Linked DNA regions of Mus musculus: all the other regions are linked to region 5. Evidence: chromatin contacts called from public promoter capture Hi-C data. All regions are on one chromosome and are shown on one strand. Each heading gives the region's core, a stretch centred on a gene start, on an enhancer-like site or on the middle of the called end of the contact. The rest is flanking DNA. Distances are from core to core; before and after follow the strand shown. Region 1 holds the start of Vmn1r1 (vomeronasal 1 receptor 1). Region 2 has its middle 9.5 kb from the start of Gm33747. Region 3 has its middle 7.4 kb from the start of n-TSgct1. Region 4 has its middle 26 kb from the start of Tlr5. Region 5 holds the start of Capn8 (calpain 8). Region 6 has its middle 8.3 kb from the start of Gm33887. Region 7 has its middle 25 kb from the start of Vmn1r1.

Region 1 (3,674 bases), core at 543-3,042, 410 kb after region 5:
CCATCCCCAACTATGCCAGGATCTTGTCACCTTGTCAGGGTCCCCTCAGGAAGACAAGCTCAGCTGCTCAGCAGGTGGTGGCTTCTTGCAGGAAGCTGCAGATGGGGCACACAATAGACTTTACCTAGGTCGGAAGATTCCACCCTAGGTGGGCTAGCTGACTGTGGCAGACAAGGTCTGATCCAGCCCCCTCAAGGCTGGGGGAGGGGCACACCATTAGTGTCCTATTTTGCAAAATTTTGTGGTCTAAAGAGCCAAGAAATAATTTATTGTTACACCCTACTTTAATTCCAATTCTACCAACCATACCAACTCCACATACCTAAAGAGAAACATATTGATCAACCTGTGTTTCTACCAGTTAATAGCTGGATTGTATTCAAATGAACTAGTCACTCTGGCATGATGATTTAAAAACAAAACAATAGCAACAACACCACCCATGTGAAATCTCTGTCCCACCTTGGGAAGTTAAAGTGGAAAAATCTAAAATTCTACCAGATACTATATTCCATTCTAAGCTTTTGATAACTTTTGTATCTTTTAACAGAGACTGAATTGATCAACTATTAAAAGAACTGTACTAAATATCCCATTACATGTATGAGAAACTACACAATAATAAAAAGCAATCGCTGCTTTTTTATAGACATCATCACAGACTTGAAACACTCTCAAGCTTGGTATGTATAGCTCATCTTTTCTCATATAAACGATGACTGGACCTTGGAGTTATAGGCTACTTAAGATCATTCTCATAGTATAGCAGATCATGGATGTTCATTCAACCAGTGTGAATCAGTCCACAGGGACCAACATTCCTTCTGTTGATGTATCAAGATCTGTTCTAGTAATACATCAGCTAGAATAAAGTTAATACTGATACTAATAGCAATAATGTTAATACTGATAAGTAGTTATCTGATCCATTGACACTTGGAAGACCTCATTTCTGTTTCTATGCTACTTCCTCATTTAAGTCTACCAAAAAGATACAACTGTTACTTTGTACTGACATCAAGAGGGAGGAAGCAGATTGAGGAGTTAAGAGTGGAGCTCAGATGATAGAGTGCTCACCTCACAGGCACAATGCCCTGGGTTGGATTCCAGGCACCACACAAACCATAATGGTACATACCTGACAGGGAGGGGGGCGGGGAGGGGGGGCGTGCTGGAGGAGAGAACTAGAAATTCAAGATCACTCTTAGCTACATAGTGTCTTCGAGGCTAGCCAGTGCAACATGAAATCCTGTCTCAAAGAAAAGGAGGAGGAAGAGGAGGGCTAAAGCCAAGCAAGACATTGCTGTTGCCCAAAAAAAAAAAAAAAAAAAAAAAAAAAAAGATATATATATATATATTATTCAGGTAAGATCTGCTCTACTATATGGTAATTTTTGTAGTATAAGAAAGTACATGTACTGCAGGAACAAGTATTAGGATATAGAATTCAGCCATGACCAGAAAGTGATGGGAGGGGAGAAAGGAGAGGGGAGGAGAGGGGAGGAGAGGGGAGAGGGAAGGAGGGGGGAAAGGGGAGAGGGAAGGAGAGGGGAGAGGGGAGAGGGAAGGAGAGGGGAGAGGGAAGGAGAGGGGAGGAGAGGGGAGGAGAGGGGAGAAGGGAGAGGGGATGGTCCCTGGAGAACATGAGGATCAGATCAGGCTACACCATGATTTATCCATTCCGAGACAGCCATAGTGTGGGCTGAGATGGATAACGACAGCAGTGGGTAATAACTGGTTTTTCTTGCATTGCTTTCAGATGTGTCCTTGTGTGTTCCTTTCCCCCATAAGATGAACAGAAACGACCCAGTATACAATATCAATGGCATAAGAAATGCTTTTTTTTCTGAAATTGTCTTTGGGGTCTCAGCCAACACCATCCTCCTGCTCTCCCACGTGGTCACATTCTTTCAGGAACTCAGGCACAAGCCCATCAACATAACCATTGGTGTCCTGGCTCTAAGCCACATCGTGATGCTGCTGGCCATGGCTGCCATGGCTACAGACATTTTGGGGTCCCAGGGGTTTTGGGATGACTTCACATGTAAATCAGTGATCTCCTTGTACAGGCTGATGAGGGGTGTCTCCATTTGTGCCACATGTCACCTGAGCGTCCTCCAGGTCATCCTCCTCAGCCCCAGAAGTTCCTGTTTGGCAAAGGTCAAACCTAACTCCCTCTGGCACAACTTGTGCTGCTTTCTTTCCCTGTGGGCCTTCCACATGTCCATTAATGTTTTTTCAAACTCCATTGTGGCCGCCCACAATGTGACCTCACACATTCTCATACTGGTCACTAAATCCTGCTCTCTCTGGGTTGTTAGTGACACCATGAGACACTTACTTTCTATACTGGCTGCCTTCCGGGATGCCTCTCTAGTAGGGCTCATGGTACTTTCAAGTATATACATGGTGACTGTCTTGTGCAGACATAAAAGGCAGTGTCAGTACCTTCACAACACCAGCATTTCCCGCAAAGCATCCCCAGAGCAGAGGGCCGTCCGGAACATTCTGTTGCTAGTGAGCTTCTTTTTGGTCACGTACTGTCTGGATTCCATTGCCTCCTCCTGGAGAGTTATGTGGAATAATGACCCAACCCATCGCTGTGTCCAGATGTTTGTGTCCAGTGGTTATGCCACGTTCAGTCCTTTGGTGTTCATCAGTACTGAACAACGTATGATTAACTGTTTGAAAAACACACAGGGCCAACAGTAAATATTTGATTATTCTGTGATGAACAAGCTTCCTTCACAAGAACTAGCACATTGACTTCAGGGTAATCAATCAAGGCATACCATACATGATCTCTGGGCTAGATAAAAATAAAGACATTGAAATGCTTTCTCCGTTAAACCTACTTTTGGCATAAGCATCAAAAAATATATAGTTTACCATTGAAACATAAGCCATTCTGAAATAATAAAAGTTACTAATAATTCTAGTAGTCCGAAGGAAGACTGAATTATTACAGCATAGAGTAGCTCACATATTATATATGAGAATTTTCAACACTTTTAATATGTCAGTAGTCATGGTGGCCTTTAGTTCAATAACTAGGTATGTAAATTATTATCATGGATTATTATCATGATTGTGATCATGAATCAAAATTCTATATATTATGATCTATACACTATGAGGCTAAGAGGTAAGACCACTGACTGCTCTTCTGAAGGTCATGAGTTCACGCTCACAACCACCCATAACTAGATCTGATGCCCTCTTTTGGTGCATCTGAAGACAGTCACAGTGTACTTAAGTATAATAATAAATAAATCTTTGTGCCAGAGTAGGGCCGACAAGAGTGAGTGGGGTTGACTGGAGAGAGCAGAGGTCCTAAATTCAATTCTAAACAACCACATGAAGGCTCACAACCATCTGTACAGCTACAGTGTACTCATATACATAAAATAAATTTAAAAATCTTTTTTAAAAAGAAGAAAAGGGAGAAGGAGAGAGGGAAAGAGGAAGAGAGGGGGAGGAGGGGGAAAGGAAGAGGGGAAGGAGGAAGAGGGGAAGGAGGAAGAGGGGAAGCAGGAGAGAGATAAGGGGAGAGAGGAAAGGGGGAGGGGAAAGAAGGAGGAAGAGAAGTTATTCCCCAATGAGAGTTCTTCCTGTGTGAATCAGACTCAGATTTCACATATCAGAACGCTTGTCAGATGTCAGCCTTGGAAATC
Region 2 (3,514 bases), core at 265-2,764, 510 kb before region 5:
TACATTCTCTGAGTACATGTTCCTTAAGTTAAATCAGTCAGCTATCCACTGTTCCAATGAATGAACGAGTGCATGGCCCAAAGCACGAGAGAATGGATTGTTGACGTCAGAGCTAGTGTATCAACCAGTGTTGGAGAGGGTGACAGAGGCACTGTTGGGATTATGGGTTGTTATGGGTGAGATCATAGCAAAGCCAGGCATAGTGGCACACACCTTTAATCCCAGCACTGCAGAGTCAGAGGCAGGGGGATATCTGTGAGTCCCAGGCCAGCCTGTTCTACATACTGAGACCCTTTCTAAAAAATAAAATAAAAATAACATTTTCAAAGAGCAGTGTCTAGGAATATTATGAACATTCAGTTTGTCCTAGAAGAGACTCATTCATAGAATTTTTTTCTCCATCAATAGTGACAAAATGAGCTAAATATATGTGTGGGAATGTTCAGTCCTAGGCCTTGAAACAATTCATGTTCATTAATAAAGCCTTGGTTAAGTAAAAAGAGGGAATATCTTATACACATTAACAAGGGTGGTGTAGATGTTTATAAACTAGCCTTTAAAGACATTTAAGACACTGTTGAGTGAAAAAAGAAGTTATAAAATAGAATAACTACATACAATGCATATGCATATACATAAATATTTATGGGGTTTATTATTTTAATGGTTACATAACATGTTATTCACACACACACACACACACACAGAGAGAGAGAGAGAGAGAGAGAGAGAGAGAGAGAGAGAGAGAAAATACACCTCTCACTTTAAAGGGGATAAGAGATGGTTCATTATGAAACCAAATATGAGTGACCATGCCTAAACACATATTTAGGTTACCCCCAATCCCAGCATGGTAAATAGTTTGAGTTTTTGATAGTAAGAGAACAGAGTCACAAATCAAGGCATTTTCAAATATATTGGTAGAAACATTACATTGGCGAACCTCTCCTGTAGGCTTCAACTCCTATGGGTGCTACTGATGACGCCCAGCCTTCTGCTTGGTTAAACTAGAATCCTGTTAAGTTGATAAATTCTTGTTAGTCATAGGATTTTAGGTCTGATACAGAGTGACCAAGGAATGGCTATTTATGAGGCTAAAGATAGCACGCGCGCGCACACACACAGACTGTAAGCAGGCTCTGCACTGACCTTCTGATCGATCAGCCTTGCAGAAGGTTCAGGGAAGGTGAATTCCGCCCCCTCCCCCACCCTGAACCTTTGTATAGATATACACCCCAATACCTTCCTTCCCTTATCTCTCTTCCACTCATGTTGGCTTCCCTCTTTCCAGCTAGTCAGCTTCCTGCTCGCAAGCCTTCTTGTTGTTGTTCAGTTTGCTTTTTGACAGGCCTTGCACACAGGCTGTGTATTCATGATTGTGACAGCTGTGTCATTTCTGGAAGACGACACTTGACAGCACACTCCTCTCCACCCACCTCGCTCCTGTGGTCTCGGCCGCTTCTCCACGATCTCCCTGGAGCTTGGGGGTGGTGAGGCAGATGCCTCCTTTAGGGCTAAGTGCTAATGACTCTGCATTAACAGAAGCTTCAGCGGCCAGGCTGAGAGGAGCTTCTGTGGATGTCTGTATAAATATTTAGAAGGCAGCTTGGCTCTGTGTGTCTTAAGCAAAACACTCATCGGTAGCACAGTAGCGTGGTCTCTTCGCGCGTCTCTGACGACCCCTGATGTATCCATCACTTTGCTGTTGCTGTGATAAAACACCAAGACCAAAGGAAGTGACAGTTTATTTTGGATTCTGGTTCCAGGGGGATAAGAATCCACTGTTGGGGAGCAGAGGCAGCAAGCAGCAGGCATGGTGGAGCAAGGCAGGATGCTGAACCATGAGCAAGAGCCAGAAGCAGGGAGAGAGCAACCTGGAAATAACGTGAGTCTTTAAACCCCCAAAGCCTCTCCGGTGACATGTTGCTTCTCTGAGACAGTCAAAGGGCTGGCGGTAATGTCTGCCTCTGGTACCCAGACACAGTCCCTCAGGCCTACACATGCTTGCTGTCTTAGTCAGGGTTTCTATTCCTGCACAAACATCATGACCAAGAAGCAAGTTGGGGAGGAAAGGGTTTATTCGGCTTACACTTCCATACTGCTGTTCATCACCAAGGAAGTCAGGACTGGAACTCAAGCAGGTCAGAAAGCAGGAGCCGATGCAGAGGCCATGGAGGGATGTTCTTTACTGGCTTGCCTCCCCTGGCTTGCTCAGCCTGCTCTCTTATAAAACCAAGACTACCAGCCCAGAGATGGTCCCACCCACAAGGGGCCTTTCCCCCTTGATCACTAATTGAGAAAATGCCTTACAGTTGGATCTCATGGAGGCATTTCCTCAACTGAAGCTCCTTTCTCTGTGATAACTCCAGCTGTGTCAAGTTGACACAAAACTAGCCAGTACAATTGACCCCTTGTCAACTTGACACACAAACACATCACTAGAAAGCCTCAACCCTTAATTTCTTATTCATCCCCAAGATCTAAACAACTTTAAAAGTCCCACAGTCTTTACATATTAAAAGTCAATCCCTTTAAAATATCCAGTATCTTTTAAAATCCAAAGTCTTTTTACAATTAAAAATCTCTTAACTGTGGGCTCCACTAAAAATAGTTTCTTCCTTCAAGAGGGAAAATATCAGAGCACAGTCACAATCAAAAGCAAAAAGTCAATCTCTAACCCATCCAATGTCTGGGATCCAACTCACACATCTTCTGGGCTCCTCCAAGGGCTTGGGTCACTTCTCCCAGCCATGCCCTTTGTAGCACACACGTCGATCCTCTAGGCTCCAGATGCCTGGACTCCACTGCTGCTGCTGCTCTTGGTGGTCATCTCATGGTACTGGCATCTCCAAAACACTGCATGACCCCTTCAGTCCTGGGCCGTCAATTGCAACTGAGGCTGCACCTTCACCAATGCCTTCCATGGCCTCTCACAGTGCCAAGCCTCAGCTGCTCTGTGTGACCCCTTCATGGCTTCAAAACCAGTACCACCGTGGGTGACCCTTACACATTACCAAGTCCCACTGCAGCAGGAGTACAACCTTGGCTATCTCTGGAACACAGCGTCTTTGTGCTTTCAGAAAACACTTCCCAGAAGATGTCACCTCAATGATGCTGGTCTCTTCTTAATCACCGCTAATTTCTTAGCTCCAGCTAACCAGCATCAATAGTCCCAGTAATGCAAAGTTTTTGCTTTGGTAGTTCTGGTATCTTTTTAATCACAGCTGATTCTTCAGCCCCAGCTAACCAGAACTACAGAATCTTCACAATCAAAACAGCAATGGCCCTGAAAAGAGTCTTTAATTTTCCCTCTGAAATTTCACAAACTAGACCTCCATCTTCTGCAGTGTTCTCAATATTATCTTCCAAGCTCCTACACAACATCCGACAGAGCTCTTAACAACGGATGGATCTTCAAGCCCAAAGTTCCAAAGTCCTTCCACAGTCCTCCCGAAAACATGGTCAGGTTGTCACAGGAATACCCCACTCTGCTGGTACCAATTTGTCTTAGTCA
Region 3 (3,708 bases), core at 89-2,588, 500 kb after region 5:
CCCAGTTTGAGAGACCTTGCTTGCTTTCATGAGTTCTCCAGAGTGTGGGTATGAGAGAGAGGTGGAAGGTAGGTAGGAGAATAAAAGGGTGGAGGAGAGAGAGAGAGGGAGAGAGAGAGAGAGATTATTTTCTTTTTAAAAATGTACATATCAACTGTATCTACTTTATGGGTGGGCAAAGGCATACCTCTGTAGCAGGCACACTTGCCTAGCATGCACCAGGCACTGAGTTCCATCCTCTACCCACCCACCCCTGTCCCCAGTAAGCACTGTGCCTGGCTTAAGAAAGGTTTTCTAATGGTTAGACTACCGTTCTTCCTCCAAGGCTGAGTGAGCTACTTCCTCTGGCTTTCCTGTGCCACTCCACTCTTTGTCTGATGGCCTCCCTGTGTCTGCTTCTCACCTTTACTTTACAGCTCCTGCCCCTCCTCACCCGACTGGATTGTGTACTTTCTTGTCTTTATTTTTCAAGAGCGACACAATTAAGAACATCTTTGTGTCCCCCTCCCCCACACTTGTCACTCTCTCAGACTCTCGTTCTTCAGACAGGTCTGTAACTCACTACCCAGTCTGAGCTGGTTTTAGAGACTCGAGGCGCCCTTCCGGCCTCTCGGCACTAGATTGACAGACTCACTCTTACTACTTATTTATTATTTGACTATTTATTTTTGAGATTGTGACTCATGTAGCCCAGGCTGGCCTCAGGCAGCTCATGTAGCAGGAGCTGGCTTTGTATTCCTGATCTTCTCAAGTCCTGGGATGACCGGTTTGTGCCCCTATCCCGCCTCTGTTTCATTTTAGACAAGGTCTCATATGTCCCGGGATGGCTTTAATCCCTCTGTCACTGAAGATGACCATAGATTTCTGATCTTCCTGCTTATACTTCCTAAGTGCTGGCATTTTGGGGGTCCTTGTCTTCCATTTACATCCCTAAAGGCCTCTCTGGTCCACAGGCTCAAATAAGCTCCTTGTCATCTTCCTCCAGAAAACCGATTCTCCTTTGAGTGACTCCCTCATCACTTCCTATCCATGCCTCACCTGGCCAGTCACTGAAGCCCGCTGCGGCAGCCAACTAGCCCGGTCTGGTTCTGTCTCTAAGCTTCTGCTTCTTTCCATCCATAAGGTCTGTACACTCTCCTCACAGGCCTTCCTTCCTCCCTCCCTCCCGGCTGCCCTGCGGGAAGCCTTCCCTTCCTGCAGGCTACACCTGAGTGCTCCAGAGAGGCCTGATCTAGCTTTTCTCACCTACACCACTTCTCCTCACTCAGCCACACTGCGAGGCTTTCCCCACCGGAAGTAGTCTTTCTGGCCTTTGTGTTCCACTCATTTCCTACTCAGCACAAGCCACACTCACCACCATTTTAACACTGCCTGTGCAGGCTCCTCCTCCAGTCTACAAGCTCTGGGAGAGGACTCAGACCCTCCGTCACTGTATCTTTAAGGCTTCTCTGCATTGGGAACGTGTTGGATACGTACACGCTGGACTGATTCTGGCACTCTGGCTCTGTTGCCCATTATCCTGGCCTCTCGGCACCCTCAAAGTTCTTCCACTGTCAGCAAAGACAGTGAGAGGAGCTGGGAGCTTGAGGAAGAGCCTGATATCAAGTCTACCGGCTCCCTCCCCCACCTGCTCAGTATCTTTGAATCACTTCCTACCTTCATCTGTCAGAAAAGTATTTGTCTGAATGCTTCCCCCTGGTTAAAGTTTTACACTGGAGCAATACAACGTTGAGGGGGGCACTTTTGTTTTGTTTTGTTTTTGTTTTTGAGACAGGGTTTCTCTGTATAGCCCTGGAGATCCTGGAACTCACTCTGTAGACCAGGCTGGCCTTGAACTCAGAAATCTGCCTGCCTCTGCCTCCCAAGTGCTGGGACTAAAGGTGTGCACCACCGCTGCCCGGCCCCTTTTCCTTTTTTTTTTTTTTTTTTTCTTTTCTCGAGACAGGGTTTCTCTGTGTAGCCCTGGCTGTCCTGGAACTCACTTTGTAGACCAGGCTGGCCTTGAACTCAGAAATCGGCCTGCCTCTGCCTCCCAAGTGATGGGATTAAAGGCGTGCGCCACCACGCCCGGCTCTCTTATGCCAAGGAGTGATACAGCCAAGAAGACCCCTAACAGGCGCCAACACCTCATGAGAAGTACATTTCTTGCCTTTACTGTTGCCCAGTCTGGGTGTGTTGTGTGGCAGCAGCACTAAATGACCAAGACTGGCGGGATCTCACCTTGGAGCCAAGGTTGGTCCTACCGTTGAGCCCCTAGATCCTTTGCCTTTGGAGACTCTAATTCCCCAACCAGCCCCTCCTGCCCACAGTGCTTCCTCACCATATGCACTGATTCCTGGATGCAGGCACACAAGCTCAGTCCGCTGCTACATTTTTTTGGCTCAGTTTTTTTTTTTTTGTTTACAATAGGTAGGTCCTAACTCTTAGGTATGCTAGGCTAGATCTACCACAGCCTACAGCCTCAGACTTTCTCCACTTTTGAGTGTATCTTTGGTGCAGGGCATTGAACAAGGACCACCCTCAGGCTACACGTGTGCCCTACCACATCCCCAGCCCTCTTCTATCTTGAGCTCATTGTCACACCACCTCTCTATTGACTTATTTCTACTTTACATGTATGTTTCAGCTGCATGCATAAATGTGCATCATGCATGTGCCTGGTGCCTTCAGAGGCCAGAAGAGGACATCAGATCCTTTAAAACTGGAGTTACAGATGGTTGTGAGCCATCAGGTAGGTGCTGGGAACTGAATTCAAGTCCTCTGGAAGAGCAGCAAATGCTCTTAATCACTGAGCCCTCGCTCCCACCCTTCCCACCCCCTGTCTGGCCTCCTGTACCTGCCCTGTTTTGATTGACAAGCTCTTAACAAGATTCTCCAGTACACTTCTGACTCTGTCGCTTATTGTTTTCACTCTCCCTCTAAGGTCACAAGTGACGAGGCCCTGTGTCCAACACTCCCCTAACCCCTAAGCTTTATTGATGTCCCAGAGTTATGGTCCTCACCACTGACAAGGTTTCTTATAGCCCTGTCCTGGGCGCTGCTCTGTGCTGGGGAAGCAGTCACCAAGAGCTTGCTCGTCAAGTGGGAAGGAGGCATGGCTAAATGAACACACACCAAATAATGCTGAGCCGCGAAGGCGAAATAATCTGAATCCTAAATTCCGTGGCACAGACTGGACGTCCTATCAGAGAATGGGGGAAGAGCCAGGCCGAGCCTTCAGAGAGGCCTTCTAGTCTTTTCTCCTTTGTCTTACTGGAGACCAAGAGCAGGGCATGGTGAGTAGCAGGTAGGTGCTGTACCACTGTGCCCGCAGTCTCCAGGGAATCCATGAGTTCAAGGTATTCCCAAGGTTACTGGTCTGTGGTGAGCAGGGGTTGCAGGGGTGGGGTGGGAAAGGACACTCTTCTGGTGTGTCTGAAGACAGCTACAGTGTACTCATATAAATAAAATAAATAAATCTTAAAAAAAAAAAGAAGGTGTATTCCTCCTTCTGTGATCATCCAACTTGCAACTTTTTCCCAAGGAAGAACCAGGCATGAACATACGAGCTCTGCTGTGCAGATATCTTCCTTGCCCGGAGATCAGAACCCGGCCTCAGCCTGCCTTGGGCACATGGCCTACTGTCCTCCGTGGGCTCTCAGATCAGGCTTGATGTCCACCTCTGTTGCTGTCCTGTCCGAGTGATTGCTGTTATCACAACCATCTCTT
Region 4 (3,454 bases), core at 667-3,166, 360 kb before region 5:
TCACACCCTGTGAAGAAGCCTTGTACTCAGCCTTGTCTCTTTTCACTCAATGCCCAGGGTCAGTTGAAAGCAGTGCAATGAAGGAACCCAGCTTACACTGGGAAGGTGGAAGAAGCAGAAGATGGGGGAAGGGTTCAGTTTGTCCTCTTTTGGGGGAAATGTCAGCATATCTGTAGAGCACCTTGCTTAGTTCTGGCACTCGCTCACACACTCTGAGATAATTGTTTCCTTGCATGCCCTACAGGGCTGAGTTAATCCATGAAAGCCACCCCCCTCTTCTTCCTCCTCGTCCTCTTTTCTCTTCCTCTTTCCCTCATTTTATTCCATTTCTTTTTGTGTAACTCTGTGTTCATGGTTTGTGCAGCTGTGTGAGCCCACATACAGGTACAGAAGGCAAAGAAGGATCTAGAAGTCCTGTTCTATAACCCTCTGCTGTACTCCCTTGAGATGGGTTCTGTCATTGGACCTGAAGCTTATCAGCTTGGCTAGGCTGTCTTTGTCTGCCTCACTTCCCCCAGTGCTGGGCTCGTAGAGCCATGCCCAAGTGTAACATGGATGCCCAGGATTCAAAAGTGGGTCCTTGTGCTTGCGAAGCAAGAATTCTTATCTACAGAACCGTATTCTCAGCCTGAAAATAGCAGTGCTTCTTTTAAGAAGCACATATACTGTAGAAGTTTGCATCATCACAATCGATACTACAGCATCTCTTCCATTTACCATGGCACACAAATCAAGGAGAATTCTCAATAAAAGCTGTGCTCCTGACTTGGGAAAAAAAAAAAAAAAAAAGAAGCACATTTACACTCAGGGGACTTTGCAGTCCATCACGAGTTGACATGGTGGCCAGAGTCTAAAGGCAGATGTGTGCAGCTCTACTTAGTATTGAAAGAGGTGAAGCACTTTCTCTCTCTCTCTCTCTCTCTCTCTCTCTCCCTCTCTCTCTCTCTCTCACCCTCTCTCTCTCTCTCTCTTGCTCTCTCGCTCTCTCGCTCTCTTTCTCTCTTGCTGTCTCTCTCTCTTATGTGCATTGATTTACCTGCATGTATGTCCGTGTGAGGGAGTTAGATCCCCTGGAACTGTAATTACGGTCAGTTGTGCGGTGGGAGCTGGGAATTTAGCCCCCGTCTTCTGGAAGAGCAGCTAGCGTGCTCTTAACCACCAAGCCAGCTCTCCAGGTCCAGGTAGAGTGTTCTTTAAGCACTTATTTTAGTTAACATTACAAAACCAGCACCGAGGGCAGACTCAGGAAAGCAGATGCTGAAATGAAAAGTTGATTTATTGACAGTGCTTCCCTGAGAAAAGAGGAAGTGGGGAAAGTGAGGGCTGGAATAGGAAAGAGCAAGAGAGTGCCGAGCAAGAACGGCTTTAGACAGAGTGCCTCAACCCTATCAGTTCTACCTCGACAGCTTCCCAGACCAGAAGAGTAGAAGGAGAGACGTGTTAGAAAAAAGGGAGACCAAAGCCAGGGAAGGATGGGGAAAAGGGATCCTTAGGGATCCATGAGAAACCTGGCTGAGCGCTCATAAAGTCAACGCATGTGCAGTGACTTGGCAGTTCCGAGCGCTACAACAGGCAGCAGCTCGGTCAACCCAGGGGTCCCAGGGAGACTCAGCTCCATGTTTCTGATCACTGGTGCAAACCCTGACTCACACTACCCAGCACTCTTGTGAAACCCATCAAGGTGAGACTCCAGAAGAACTTAAGATTCACTCATTATTCCACTGATCATTACACAGTCAACATTGCAAATTGTCAGCTGAAGGAAAAGGAAACTAGAACCCTGGAATCGGTTGCAACTCTGCCATCTCTCTTTGTGGCAGTAAACTCGGTGTTTTTCTTGTGCTAGCATCTTGGTGAGCCACAGATGGATCTGCCTGGGAGACCACAGATGCATCACGGAGGAAGGAAAAGATGCGACATACCGACTCAGTCCTCAGCTTCCTGCTCATTTGCTGCTGTCGCAAAGCTCCCTCATTCACCACTGTGCAGAGCACACTTGCCCTTTCTGTTTGTGTTGCCACGTTCCCCTCAGTACAGCCAATGCCAGGGTTGACGAAAAGAACCTAGGAGATGACTCGGCCAGTGAGGGACCCTACCCCCACAATAAGGTAGAGAGCAATTGAGGAAGATAGCCAACATCAACCTCTGATCTGCACGTACACACACACCATGAAAAACAATAATAGAGAAAGTTGGGGAGAAGTGGCTTCTGGCTTTTTTTGTGCTGTGCCTTTAAAACAAAGAGCTATCTGTATCCGAGGCAACAGCTATGCCAGCTATGCCATCAGACTGCATACATTGTATCCATATATTAAAGAGATGCCCTGCACCTCATAAAATGTATGGCTATTATGTATCAACAGAAAATATCTATTTATAAACTATTCCAATGCAAGGTCCTGTCTCTTAAAGCTGATGTCTCCTCTGCTCCTGAGGATGGCTCGTGAGTGGGAAGGCCTGAAAGACACAGATGAGAAGACAGATTGCCATCCAGAGAGGAGTGAGGGGAGGCCACAGTGCTGACCCAGGCTGATGTTCTGGTATGCTACAGACCTAGGTTCAAAGCCAAGCAGTGCTGTTCATCTGGTGTCACTTTGGCAAGTCATTTCTTTTCTGTCGGCCTCAGCTCCTTTATCTTGCTGTAAGATGAGGGTTCATAATGCCCACTTGTGTTATCAAAGCATAAGCATTTTATTATATTTATTTATTATATTTTATGGTGGAGTGCTTATCAGAGTGGCTGGCAAGAGCTCGGTAAGTAGGGACGAGCTGAGAAAAACATCCACTTCATGGTGTGTGTGGCTTGCACAGGACAAAATGCTGTTGCCCCCTCATCGTCTGTAGTTACAAGCAATCCTTTTACCACCACCACACATTGAGAGTCCCTCTTTCTGTGGTTTCCTGCGGAATAATTGGTCTGTGTTCCTATTGTGTTTGAGATCCACCCATGTTGTTCCATGATAATAGCTTTATTCCAAACAGCCGCTATTGCCCACACTCCAAATGTCTGTCAGCAGGTAGGTAGTAAAAACTTAACCAAAAAGAGAAGTCTGGTCTTCACCCTTGGCTACTCAGAGTTGATCCCTAGGCTGTTGAAATGTAGCTTGGCAGCTTTGGCCAGCAAGCATCCCAACTACAGTTATTGTTATTTTTTAAGAAATAAAACAGGGTCTCATGTAGACCGGGCTGGCTGTAAACTCCCTATATATTTGAGAATGACCTTGAACTTCGAAGCTTTCTGTTTCTACCTGCCAAATGTTTAGATTATAGTTATAATTCCCCATGCATGTATTATTTTAGGATCAAAGCCAGGGATGTGCCAATGCTAGACAAGTACTCTGCCCAGCCCGGACTATGATTTATGATGGGCCGTCTGGGAGGAGCTTGTGAGTCACATCGACAGTCACATGGACACTACAACATCGAATATGAGACTCAGGTAGACTTCTTTGTT
Region 5 (3,544 bases), core at 516-3,015:
ACGGTGAGACAAGGAGCTAAGAGCACTGGAGATCAGCGCAACCAGCTGCTGTCTCTGGGGTAGAGTTGCCGCATTTCACCCATGTAAACAGAAAAACCCTAAGGGATTTCAACCTCCCAACAGAGCGTTCATCTTGAGAATCCAAGTGTGATCTGGCAACCTTCACGTAGACAAATGTGTCTTCCGTTCCTTGAGACAAGAGCCTAGGTAGACCTTCTACTTAGAAGCATAAGAACAAGCAGAAGCAGTCATACTCCCCCCGGGTGTAGATCCAAAAGAATCACAGTCAGCTACAATAGTGACACTTGTGCACCCATGTTTATTGTAGCTCTACTGACAATAGCCATGGTATGGAGTCAACCGGGTACCTATCCACAGATGAATAAATAAAAAAATATATAGTTATGTGGGGCTATATGTGTGTGTGCAGTATTGTTCACTATAAAGAAGAAAATCATGTCATTTATAGGAAAATGGACAGAAGCAAAAAAAAAAAATCACCATTTTACCTGAAGTGAACCCAATTCACAGAGATAAATATCACATATTTTCTCTTGTATGTGTGTAAAAATAAAGGGCTATCAGGATGCAGAAGAGCAAATGAAGCAAACACCTTAATGTCCAGGATTATTAGATGCAATATATATATATACACACACACACACACACACACACACACATATATATATATATATATATATATATATACACATATATGCTCCCAAAGTAAAGAAAGGGTTATCCTCAAAAGTGCAAAGTCAAACAAAAAAGCAAGCAGAACCATTGAGAAATGAGCAAAGGTTTTAAACAGTTGTCCCTCTAGAGGATGCACCCATGATATAGAAAGCACAGCATCCATTATCATCAGGGACATGTACATCAAGACCACAGTGTGACCACACCCACCAACTTTAGGATGGCCTCCACCTCTCTCTTCTCTCCAGCCTTGGTGGAACCTTCTATGACCTTCAGTAACCCATGTCCCTCAGCAGCGATGCTATCACAGTTTGCCCCTAGCTGACTGTGTCTAACCTTGGTTTGTTCCCCTGTGTGCTGGCCCGGGGGCACTGTGCAGTGCTAAGTACCCTGTGTTCTGTGTCTCTTACACGCAGGACAATTACACCCTGAGATTTATTTCTCATTCTCCTAACCACACTGAAATACAATGGTTCCAGCCGCACTATTTTTAGGGTGGAAAAACTGAAGCTCAGAGAGCTGTCGCTCAAGGCCACATCAGCAGAGCCAAGGCCACATCAGCAGAGCCACTCATGAGGTCTGACTTGTCCAGCTCTAAAGCTTGTGTGTGTTCTTCCTTAGAAATAATGTTAGGAAGTAAGGCGGATATCAGAACTATAGGATCTGAAAACAGAACCCTGCACTGTTACTTACTTCAACTCTTGACCTGATGTGACAACTCTGTACCCTGTGTGACACTCAATTGTGCCTTGCCATGGTCACTTCCCTATTGCCTTACCGTGGGTCGCTTCCATATGATGCCTTGAGTTTCTGCAGAGCCTGGTCCAAGATCCCTGTAGCCCAAAGCTGACGGACATGCCGGGAATTCCGGGTCTTTAAATAGGACCCCTGAGTTCAAGCATTGCTTTCTCAGGGTCTCGAAGTCCTGGCCCAGATACTTCACAGCATTCTGGTTAGAGCCAAGGCCCTGAGCAGCTGCACGTTGCTTGGATATTCCAGCTGCCAGGGCTGCCATGGCCTGCCTGTGCGTCCTGTAGGTGACAGGAAAGCAGGGCTTCTGTGTCCTCTCAGACATCTGCCCTATGGGGATGCTGCCCTTTAAGGCAGCTCCCAAGGAGGTGTGGCCTGTAAACTTTGCACCTGAGGGAGGCCCTGTTCCAAAGGGACATGAGTCATAAACAGAGTCAAATATGTATCCAAGGTGCAGGCAACTCTGCCCCACCTTCTCCTGCTGTTCACTATTTGGACACCACAATGGAGGCTATCAGGAGTCTCCAAGTTGGATAGGCTGGGGTGATTTCTCCTCCAGAGACTCTGTAAGGAGAGGCCCTGCTCATGCCTTGGTTTTAGTCCAGTGGAAATGACTTAGGTCTGTGGGTGCCCAGAACAGAAAGAGACTAACCCTCTGCTCTTTCATTTTTACCGAGCATGGTGCCTTGCCTGCATGTACACCTGTGCACTACATAAGTGATCTGTCCTTGGAGGCCAGAAGAGGGCACCAGAGTCCCCAGAACTGGAGTTCCAGACAACTGTTAGCTTCCATGTGGGTGTTAGGAGTCCAACGCAGATCTTTGCAAGAACAGCCAGTGCTCTCTCAAACCCTAAGCCATTGCTCCATCTCCAACTTCTGCTCTTTTCAGTCACTTGTGTTCGTTTGTTACAGAAGACACAGGCAGCCAGTACAGTGTGACAAGAATTCTCTGAACTACTTACCCACAACACAGTCTCCCTAGTAACCTGCATTAATCGCCACCATCTCAAAGAGTGTTCTGGGGGCTGGCTGTAAGATGCCTCAGTGGATACGAGGGCTTGCCGCACAAGCAGGACAATCTACATTCAGAGGTAGAGACCAGAGAATAAGGAGTCTGAGGTCACTGTGGGCTAAATGGTGAGTTCAAATCCAACCTGGGTTACGTGAGACCCTGTCTCTAAAATGAAATAAAACAGAATATAAAATAATCATGATTCAGCAGTTCTGAGCTAAGTCTCTAGGACCCATATCAGAGTCTTTAGACCATTCACCTGCAGATGATTCTAAAGCGGGTTCACACTGGTCTCTGAACCAGACAGCCTCTGAGGCTGCCGGTCTTCCCGCTGAGGGTCATCCACGTGTTCAGCCCTGAGCTTGGTGCTTCTGAGAGAGCATGTTTACCTGCCAGACATGAAACAGACAAAAGCAGGGTTTCCCGTGATTCACCAGAAATACAAGGTCAGCATGACCTTCCAGGACAGGAGGCAGTTATACGAAAGCTTTGGCTCCTCCGTGCCTCAGGAGCCCCCATTACTCCCTCAACGCCTCTATTTGCGTTAACACTCGCTCAGTGTTGGGCTCACTGAGGGTTCACAGCTAAGTTTCCACCCTGCACAAGGCTGACCTACCCTTCCTCTAAACCAGAACCCCAGCTCCACCCCATCCCCTGACGTTGCCTGGAACACTGAAGATCCTAGAAGCCTTGAAGCCCTAATTTGGGTGGAGGAGGCATTTTTATTCCTGACCCTATTGCCTAGTTAACTGAGATTCGTGCTGAGTCACAGGAACCAGTGGTTGCTCTGAACACAGTTTTCTGGCCATCCCCAGCAAGCTAAGAGGAACGCCGGGCTTCTGCGTGGCTAGTGGGAGCCGGAGCACACCCGTCCTGCTGACTTTGCCACCTGTTCCCGTGTCTCTCCTTCCTCCATGGAGCATTGATTTCTGTTTAGGGGATGTCGTGTTTGTCCCACTTCAGGGCTTTGCAGGCGCTGTTCCTGCCAAACTGCAATACTCTTCTGCTCTGCTCTCTGATCATCCTTCAGACCTGTGCCCCGGAAGTTTTTCCCCAAGGCCACCCCTCAAATTTAGCCCCTCCCT
Region 6 (3,567 bases), core at 333-2,832, 320 kb after region 5:
GGTGGGCCTGAGTTTAAATACCCTTTGCAGGGAGGAATGTCTGGGAAGGGAAGCTTATTGTTAAGCCCTCAAGTCCTCTAGGTACCTCATGAGCATGGAGAACTCTGTTTTGAGCCTACGTGACCATAGAACAGGTTTCTTTTATGATGTGAGAAGCATGGCATGTGTTCAGGAGTCAGGAGTCTGGCAGGGAGCTGGGAGTCACCTGAGCCTCAGGTGTGTGTCCAAAGAGTCTCCAGGTCTCGACCTGCTCTACCTTACCAAACTTCCTGGCATGGTTTTATGTCTCGCAGGACATTGAAACTTAGGAGGTTCTCACAGCAGTGCGACAAACACCTGCATTCCAGCAGAGATTGTGAAAACAGAGGACTGACATCTGGGGCACCTCTGGGTGATGAGTAATGGGCAGGCAGCCAGAGGCACTAAAGACTTCTACCCTGACGCTGAGAGCAAAGAGGAACAGCTGTGTAGGCAAAGCAGGAGGAGGCTCTTGGAGGCCAGATGGCTATCCATCTTGTTAATCACTGTGATCTTCAAAGATTGATGGCTATGATGCATGCTGGGCCTTCTACCTTCTCATCTACTCCCTGGTAGCCATTTGCCTTGGGACTCTCCCTACCCCTCGGGGACAAGAGTAGGAGTTGACTCACATTGTCCCACATTGTCAAAGAAGCATCCAGAAGGAGATAAGTACCCAGATCATCTTACTTCTTAAATCTTTGAAGTTATGTTAAGAATGCAGATCTCCCCCTCCCCCCCAGGAGACTAGTCTCTTTAGTGGGTAGATGTAGTTGGACATGCCGGATTATCACTTCATATTTGCCTAAGACATTGCCTCGCCAAGACAGCATGAATGTTATTCTTGGTGCTCAGAGAGAAAAGATGGAAGTGAGGATGGCAAGCTTAAACAGCACTCTTCACTGTCAAGAAGCCTAAAACTCCAATACTAATGTAGCTGTGGGGTTTTTTTGTTTGTTTGTTTTGTTTTGTTTTGTTTTGTTTTGTTTTGTTTTGTTTAATTTCTCCCACACCTCAATGCTAAAGATTGAGGCCAGGAGCTTATACCTGACAAGCCCTTCACCACTGAGACACACGTCTGGCCTTTTAATTTTATGTTTAAAGTACTTTTCAAAATCAGATGAGGAATTATCAGGTGACCTCCTCCATAGGCTACAGTGTTTGAATACAAGATAACCAGCTCGAGGTCGACAGAGGCAAGCAGCACCTACAGTAGGGTTTTCTATGCAGAAGCCATCTGTCCTGGGCATGTCACACCAACCAGACACCACTTACTGCCCTAGTGGCAAGGTCCTCTCTTAGGCAAAAGGGAAACACGAAACTGGGCAGAAGACTTGGTACTAGCTCACCATCCGTGTCAGCAATGTTTAGCACAAAAAGTGCAGCAGAAAACTGGAGCCTGTGACCATGAGAGCATGGCAGGTGTAATGCCAGGTATTTCTGAACACGGGAGCTGATCTTTTTCACCAGCAAAGGTGCAGACAGCCACGGATTAGAGTTCAGGCTACAGAAGGTCACCTTGAACAACCCCAATTGTCCTCTTTGATGAAATATGAACACTGTCAACTGTCCTACTACGGGTTGGGGGCATTACGTAAGAGAAGGGATGGGTGTCTAGTTGTACACGGGGACTACTTTAAAATGTCCGTCTTCCTTTCTGTTTGCAGGAGTGCTGGCAACATGCCCTGTGTCATTCACTGACCCATTTTCTGATCAGTAGCTTTTCAATTTGCACCAAATTAGAGTGGATAGAAAACAAGAAACAGCCTGAGCAACCAGGACACACCGTGCGGTAGATAAGCTACGCTCCCAGAGAGCTTGAATCTGGTCCAACACACCGTTGTAAGAAAGGCCTTTGTTTTCTTTCTCTTTCAATCTTTCTTTCTTTCTTTTTTTTTTTTTTTTTTTTTTTTTTTTTTGTTGTTGTTAAATCGCTTTTAATCTTTAGCACTAGGTTGTGTTCGAAGCCTGCTGATAACAAGCACAGAGCTGTTCACATTTGTTAACTGTTTAAAGTCCCTGGCCGCTACTTCTGATTTCCCTTCCATCCTTAAACATTCGTGTCTCCTGATGCTGGCTTTCTGGCTTTCAGTCTTAGACTGGCCTCCCTCTTCTCCTGGGGTTCAGATGCACCCCCTCCTTGTGTCCTTTGCTCACTGCTGTCTCGCTCCACTGAAGCGTCTGTGAAGTCCTCAGTGTCTGTAAGCATCTGTGAAGTCCTCAGGAAGAGGAACTGGATTTGTTATCCTTCATAGCCTCTCTTCTCTTTCGTGTGCACTTTCCCATTTAATTATGCGAGAAGAACTCGAAAACTTTCATGGAATGAAGTGGAATAATGATTTAGAAAACAAAACCAAGCAAGCAAAAAAGGCAGTCAGACCTGTGTCAGAGCCAGAATCAAGTATAGTCAATGCCATAAATAAAAAGAGAGAGAGAGATTAAATATGTCACAAACCAAACCCTTCAAAAGCATAGGGACTCCACAAAGACAGAGAGCACTGGGAAGGACTGAGTTCAGGAGAACTGAACAGCAGATGGTGATAAATGAATATAGCACATTGAAAATAAGAGTGGAATGGCCTGTCCACTGCCACACTGTGTGGCAGGCAAAAGATACCCGGAGGCCCAATGGCTGTGTGACCTACCCACAGCGGGAGCCACTCTAATGTGTAAGTATGTGTTGGAGAGATGGGCTAGGAAGAGAAACAGAACGGTTTGAGCGCTTCAAAGAGAGGTGGATCTGAAGACTTGAGAGTAGAGAGGAATAGTCTGACATGAGTAGCCTGCTCTGCCACCTGAAACCAGGGTAAAGTCCTGGCCTGTGCTGCCACTGAAGGCCACATCTGGACCTGTAACCATGCAGCAGCAGGGTCTATGCTGATGTCTATGACCTATGTCACCATCAAAGGCCATGTAGACGCCCCTGGTCTGGGCTGCTTCCTGGGACCGTGTTGATGTCCAAGGGCTGCACAGAGATAGCCCAGTCCCTCACTGACTGAGGCACTTGGGAGAGCTGGCTCTGTCCCTCTCGAGCTGCCTCATTGGGTAAGCTAATGTGGCAGTACCGGAGAGCTTGCCTTGATGGTTTGGATGCAGGAGAACTCATGGGCTGACCAACTCAGCTGTAGCCCAGGGCCAGACCCAGGGCTTTGACTTGGTCCACCCCAACATCTATCCCATCTGTGAACTGCTGGAGCATGAAAAGTGGCCAGTCCTGTAGATCCAAAACTATCATGACAGGACCACAACAGGGTATTGGAGAAGATCCAGTATTGATAGGGTAGCAGAAGCCAGGGACCTCCAACCAGACCAGTGGCTCGCTGCAATGAACATTTGCAAGTGACAGGTAAAAGGTTAAAGGGTGTTATATACTGTGTGATACACCATGGCCCACTGCAGCTTCCACAGTGAGATGGGTTTGTTGCTGTTGTTTTAATTGATTAATTAATTTCAATTTATGAGGGGAGGTTGTAAGGATGGAGGGTGGATACAAAGGGGTGGGGAGATGAGTGAGATTGGGGCATATGGTAGGAAATTCACAAATAATCA
Region 7 (3,206 bases), core at 637-3,136, 380 kb after region 5:
ACACCATGACCAAGGCAAGTCTTATAAAGTACAACATTTAATTGGGGCTAGCTTACAGGTAGAGAGGTTCAGTCCATTATCATCAAGGTGGGAACATGGCAGCATCCAGGCATGGTGCTGGCAGAGCTGAGAGTTCTACATCTTCATCTGAAGGCTGCTTGTGGAAGACTCACTTCCTGGCAGCTAGGATGATGGTCTTAAAGCCCAAGCCCACAGTGACACACCTACTCCAACAGGGCCTTCTAACAGTGCCACTCCCTAGGCTGAGCATATACAAACCATCTGGGGGTGGGGGACAAGGGTGGGGAGTTTGGTTTTTTGAACAGGGCTTCTCTCCAAAGTCTTAGCTTTCTCAAAACTCACCCTATAGACCAGACTAGCCTTGAACTCAGGGAGATCCACTTGCCTCTGCCTCCCCAGTGCTGGGATTAAAGGTTTGCACCACCACCTGGCTGATGATTTTATTTAACATCATCCATTTACATGCAAATTTCATTGTTTCATTTTGTAAATACTGTTCTGCACTTGTTGGAGTGGATGTAGCCCATTTTAATTGGGTTATTTGTTTTCCTGATGTCCAGTTTTTTGAGTTCTTTATATATTTTAGATATTAACTCTCTATGGGATGTGTAATTAATAAACTTTTCCCATTCTGTATCCTGCAGCTTTGACCAAATGATGGTGTCTTTTGCCATACAGAAGCTTTTCAATTTCACAAGGTCCCATTTATTAATTGTTGTTCTTAACATCTATTCCGTCCTTTTTCTAGTGTGCATTTTTTGCTTATCAAAAATCAGGTTTCCTCAGTTGTATGGACTTGTGTCTGTTTGATGCCAATACTATGCTTATGATGCTGATGATGCTGCTGCTGCTGCTGCTGCTGCTGCTGCTGCTGCTGATGATGATGATGATGATGATGATGATGATGAATTACTCTATAGTACCAACTGAGATCAGGGATGATGATATTTCCAGAATTGTTTTCAATAGGATTTCTTTTGTGCATTTTTATATGAAGCTGAAAATTGTCCTTTCAGTTTTTATGAAAAATTGTGTTCAAACTTTGATGGTGAGTACACTGAATCTATAGACTGCTTTTGGTAGGATGGCCACATTCAGTATATTGATCCTACTGATCCCTGAGATAGGAGATCTTTCCATCTTCTGACATGTTCTTCAATTTCTTTCTTCAGTGTCTTAAAGTTTTTATCACATGAGTCTTTCATTTGCTTGGTTAGGGTTATCCCGAGATACTTTATATATTTTTTGAGACTATAGTAAAAGTTTCCTGATTTCTCTCTCTGTCCATTTGTCATTTCCATATAGGAAGAATACTAATTTTTGTGAGTTAATTTGGTATTGCTGAAAGTATTTATCTGTTGTAGAAGTTTCCTGGTGGGGTTTTTAGGGTCATTTATATATTTAGTCTTATCATCTGCAAATAAAAGATAATTTGACTTCTTCTTTTCCTGTCTGTATCCCCCTATCTCCCTGTTGCTCTAGCTAAGACTTTAAATATTATATTGAATAGGTGTGGAGAGAATGAACAACCTTGTCTTGTTCCTGATTTTAGTGGAAACACTTTGCGATTCCCTACATTTAGGTTGATATTGGTTAGGGACTATAGCAGCTTGCAGCCACACTAACTGGGTTCCTAAGTGAGAGGCCAGAGCTGTATGGAAGGAAACGGCAAGAGAAATAATGGAGGCCAAGACATGGTTCTGTTCAAGGCCCCCAAAGTTTACAAAGAGTCTGTGCTTGTAAAGTGGGGAGGAGACCCATCGCCCGCCAATCCATTCTTGTGCCTGTTGCCAGCCTGTAGGCGATCTGCTGGATGCTGTCTCCAGAATATCTCAAGGGCCTCTCAGCAGGTAGCAGTGTCTTGGAGAAGAGCAGCAGCAGGTTCAACAGAACAATAGAGCCATCTAAGTCAGAAGGGTCCACCCCAGGTGATCTCATTCTCAGTGGCAGCAAGGTCAAAGCCAGCCTATTCAAGGCTAGGGGAGGCTACAATTCCTCCCTAAATATGTAATAAAAATTAGCTGGACTGGGGCATAAAATTTATTTATGCTCCATAGTCCTGCCTGGGGATTATGGTGGCTGGCAGTGGTGCCTGGCTTGGGGATTCAGATTTTCCACGAACTATTCATATCCATCAAGGAGAATGTATGCAGCTTATTTGTGTTTATTTTGCACAAACATGGCTCTGTGGTGTATTATTAATAAACCATGGCCTCTTGGCATATACCTCTGTCTTAGATTGATATAGTTCAGAAACTGGTTGCCCGTCATTGGCTAACCGGCCCTCATAGCACACCTTATTCCAATCAGACCAAAGCCACAATATATACTCAATATGCATCTTCATATTGATGAATTTCTGCCACCTGCACCTGCTGGAGGTGGCTGCAAGCTTGCTGAAGACAGTCTGTAGGGCATTGACTGACCTGCTTGAAAAACAAAGCTGAGACAGTTGAAAAACAACAGGATAAAAGCTTCTTTGCAGAAGTCCAGGTACTCTACTCAGTTGCAAATTAGCAATGATCAAGCTCAAACACTGACCTCCCAGTGTGGGGGAAGTGACTTTGAGAATCAACAGAAAGGCTGTTTCTCATGTAAATAGGCAAAGCTCCAAGTTAACTTTGGTAGCTAGTAAGGATTTTTAGCTATCTTCAATAGGAATCTCTAATATTTGAATTATTACTAGACCAGTCCAAGATTGTGTTAGAATAACTGGTCACATTAAAGGAAAGAGAAGAATCATTATAACTCCTCTTTATGACTACCTTTTTAAGTCAGTTTCCACAGTCTCTAATGTTCTCTGTCCCATAAGGTTAAAAGGCTTGAAGCAAGGCAGCTTAGCTTGTCCAATCTGGTACAAAGGCAAGCAAAGGTGGGTCAGAAACATATACCCAAATCAGCTTTCTTGTCACCACAGTCAGGGCATTCAGCGAACTCACAGGTTAGCCTGTCGCACGAATCATTCTGGCAGTTGTCATGCTTCTGCAGCATTCTGTGGAGAAAACCTAAGCTTTTCCTCTTCCCCAATATAGGGTAGCTGTTCAGGATCAAGCCACGTGTCAATAAGTAGATCCATTTCATCTCACCTAGACATGATTATGTCTACTTTTAAGATACTATAAGGCATTTAGTAAGTTCTTTGACATCCAAATTTTAAAATTTTAAAAATAAAAATGTGATTTAAA

Evidence for each region. Promoter capture Hi-C pulls out the DNA fragments that hold promoters and counts their contacts. Capture Hi-C pulls out chosen DNA fragments and counts their contacts.
Region 1: a contact with region 5 is called in a promoter capture Hi-C map of liver. The contact joins the promoter of Vmn1r1 here to the promoter of Capn8 in region 5. A contact is called at or near these places in 20 of 39 promoter capture datasets (the 3T3-L1 cell line, 3T3-L1-derived adipocytes, the C10 cell line and 12 more), 2 of 15 datasets of contacts at CTCF or cohesin (embryonic stem cells and large pre-B cells), 4 of 484 Hi-C or Micro-C datasets (bone marrow-derived macrophages, embryonic stem cells, liver and 1 more) and 4 of 9 other capture datasets (adipose tissue, embryonic stem cells, liver and 1 more).
Region 2: a contact with region 5 is called in a promoter capture Hi-C map of the HPC-7 cell line, with 4 times the contacts expected there. The contact joins the enhancer-like site here to the promoter of Capn8 in region 5. A contact is called at or near these places in 15 of 39 promoter capture datasets (the 3T3-L1 cell line, the HPC-7 cell line, cranial neural crest and 8 more) and 1 of 484 Hi-C or Micro-C datasets (embryonic stem cells).
Region 3: a promoter capture Hi-C map of embryonic stem cells shows a contact between it and region 5, with 2.8 times the contacts expected there. The contact joins the enhancer-like site here to the promoter of Capn8 in region 5. A contact is called at or near these places in 5 of 39 promoter capture datasets (the C10 cell line, HPC-7-derived erythroid cells, embryonic stem cells and 2 more) and 2 of 9 other capture datasets (liver and macrophages).
Region 4: a contact with region 5 is called in a promoter capture Hi-C map of hematopoietic stem and progenitor cells, with 4 times the contacts expected there. The contact joins the enhancer-like site here to the promoter of Capn8 in region 5. A contact is called at or near these places in 19 of 39 promoter capture datasets (the 3T3-L1 cell line, 3T3-L1-derived adipocytes, the C10 cell line and 13 more), 1 of 484 Hi-C or Micro-C datasets (bone marrow-derived macrophages) and 4 of 115 datasets of contacts at active chromatin or transcription factors (bone marrow-derived macrophages, embryonic basal ganglia, embryonic stem cells and 1 more).
Region 6: a promoter capture Hi-C map of liver shows a contact between it and region 5, with 3 times the contacts expected there. The contact joins the enhancer-like site here to the promoter of Capn8 in region 5. A contact is called at or near these places in 13 of 39 promoter capture datasets (the 3T3-L1 cell line, 3T3-L1-derived adipocytes, the HPC-7 cell line and 8 more).
Region 7: a contact with region 5 is called in a promoter capture Hi-C map of embryonic stem cells, with 7 times the contacts expected there. The contact joins the enhancer-like site here to the promoter of Capn8 in region 5. A contact is called at or near these places in 5 of 39 promoter capture datasets (the 3T3-L1 cell line, embryonic stem cells, hematopoietic stem and progenitor cells and 2 more).

The regions. Positions count from the first base shown.
Region 1 is chr1:182,156,216-182,159,889 of GRCm38.p6, reverse strand. Vmn1r1 (vomeronasal 1 receptor 1) reads left to right here and starts at 1,792. Exons shown (of 1, transcript NM_001166728.1): 1 at 1,792-2,712. The coding sequence starts at 1,792. The coding sequence ends at 2,712.
Region 2 is chr1:183,073,426-183,076,939 of GRCm38.p6, reverse strand. No RefSeq gene overlaps it. Among named protein-coding and RNA genes, the nearest start is that of Gm33747, 9.5 kb to the right of the region's middle. Within about 2 kb of position 1,514, at least 32 of the 459 cell types and tissues checked have an H3K27ac peak or open chromatin away from gene starts, as enhancers often do. A contact at or near this core is called in the HPC-7 cell line, where this site is marked.
Region 3 is chr1:182,061,526-182,065,233 of GRCm38.p6, reverse strand. No RefSeq gene overlaps it. Among named protein-coding and RNA genes, the nearest start is that of n-TSgct1, 7.4 kb to the right of the region's middle. Within about 2 kb of position 1,338, at least 20 of the 459 cell types and tissues checked have an H3K27ac peak or open chromatin away from gene starts, as enhancers often do. A contact at or near this core is called in embryonic stem cells, where this site is marked.
Region 4 is chr1:182,926,568-182,930,021 of GRCm38.p6, reverse strand. No RefSeq gene overlaps it. Among named protein-coding and RNA genes, the nearest start is that of Tlr5, 26 kb to the left of the region's middle. Within about 2 kb of position 1,916, at least 67 of the 459 cell types and tissues checked have an H3K27ac peak or open chromatin away from gene starts, as enhancers often do. A contact at or near this core is called in the HPC-7 cell line, bone marrow-derived macrophages and hematopoietic stem and progenitor cells, where this site is marked.
Region 5 is chr1:182,563,228-182,566,771 of GRCm38.p6, reverse strand. It overlaps Capn8 (calpain 8), which reads right to left and starts at 1,765. Exons shown (of 21, transcript NM_130890.2): 1 at 1,475-1,765. The coding sequence starts at 1,711. Gm46248 (a long non-coding RNA gene) reads right to left here. Exons shown (of 4, transcript XR_001779884.1): 3 at 2,719-2,848; 4 at 2,291-2,624.
Region 6 is chr1:182,247,751-182,251,317 of GRCm38.p6, reverse strand. No RefSeq gene overlaps it. Among named protein-coding and RNA genes, the nearest start is that of Gm33887, 8.3 kb to the left of the region's middle. Within about 2 kb of position 1,582, at least 13 of the 459 cell types and tissues checked have an H3K27ac peak or open chromatin away from gene starts, as enhancers often do. A contact at or near this core is called in liver, where this site is marked.
Region 7 is chr1:182,181,306-182,184,511 of GRCm38.p6, reverse strand. No RefSeq gene overlaps it. Among named protein-coding and RNA genes, the nearest start is that of Vmn1r1, 25 kb to the right of the region's middle. Within about 2 kb of position 1,886, at least 7 of the 459 cell types and tissues checked have an H3K27ac peak or open chromatin away from gene starts, as enhancers often do. A contact at or near this core is called in embryonic stem cells, where this site is marked.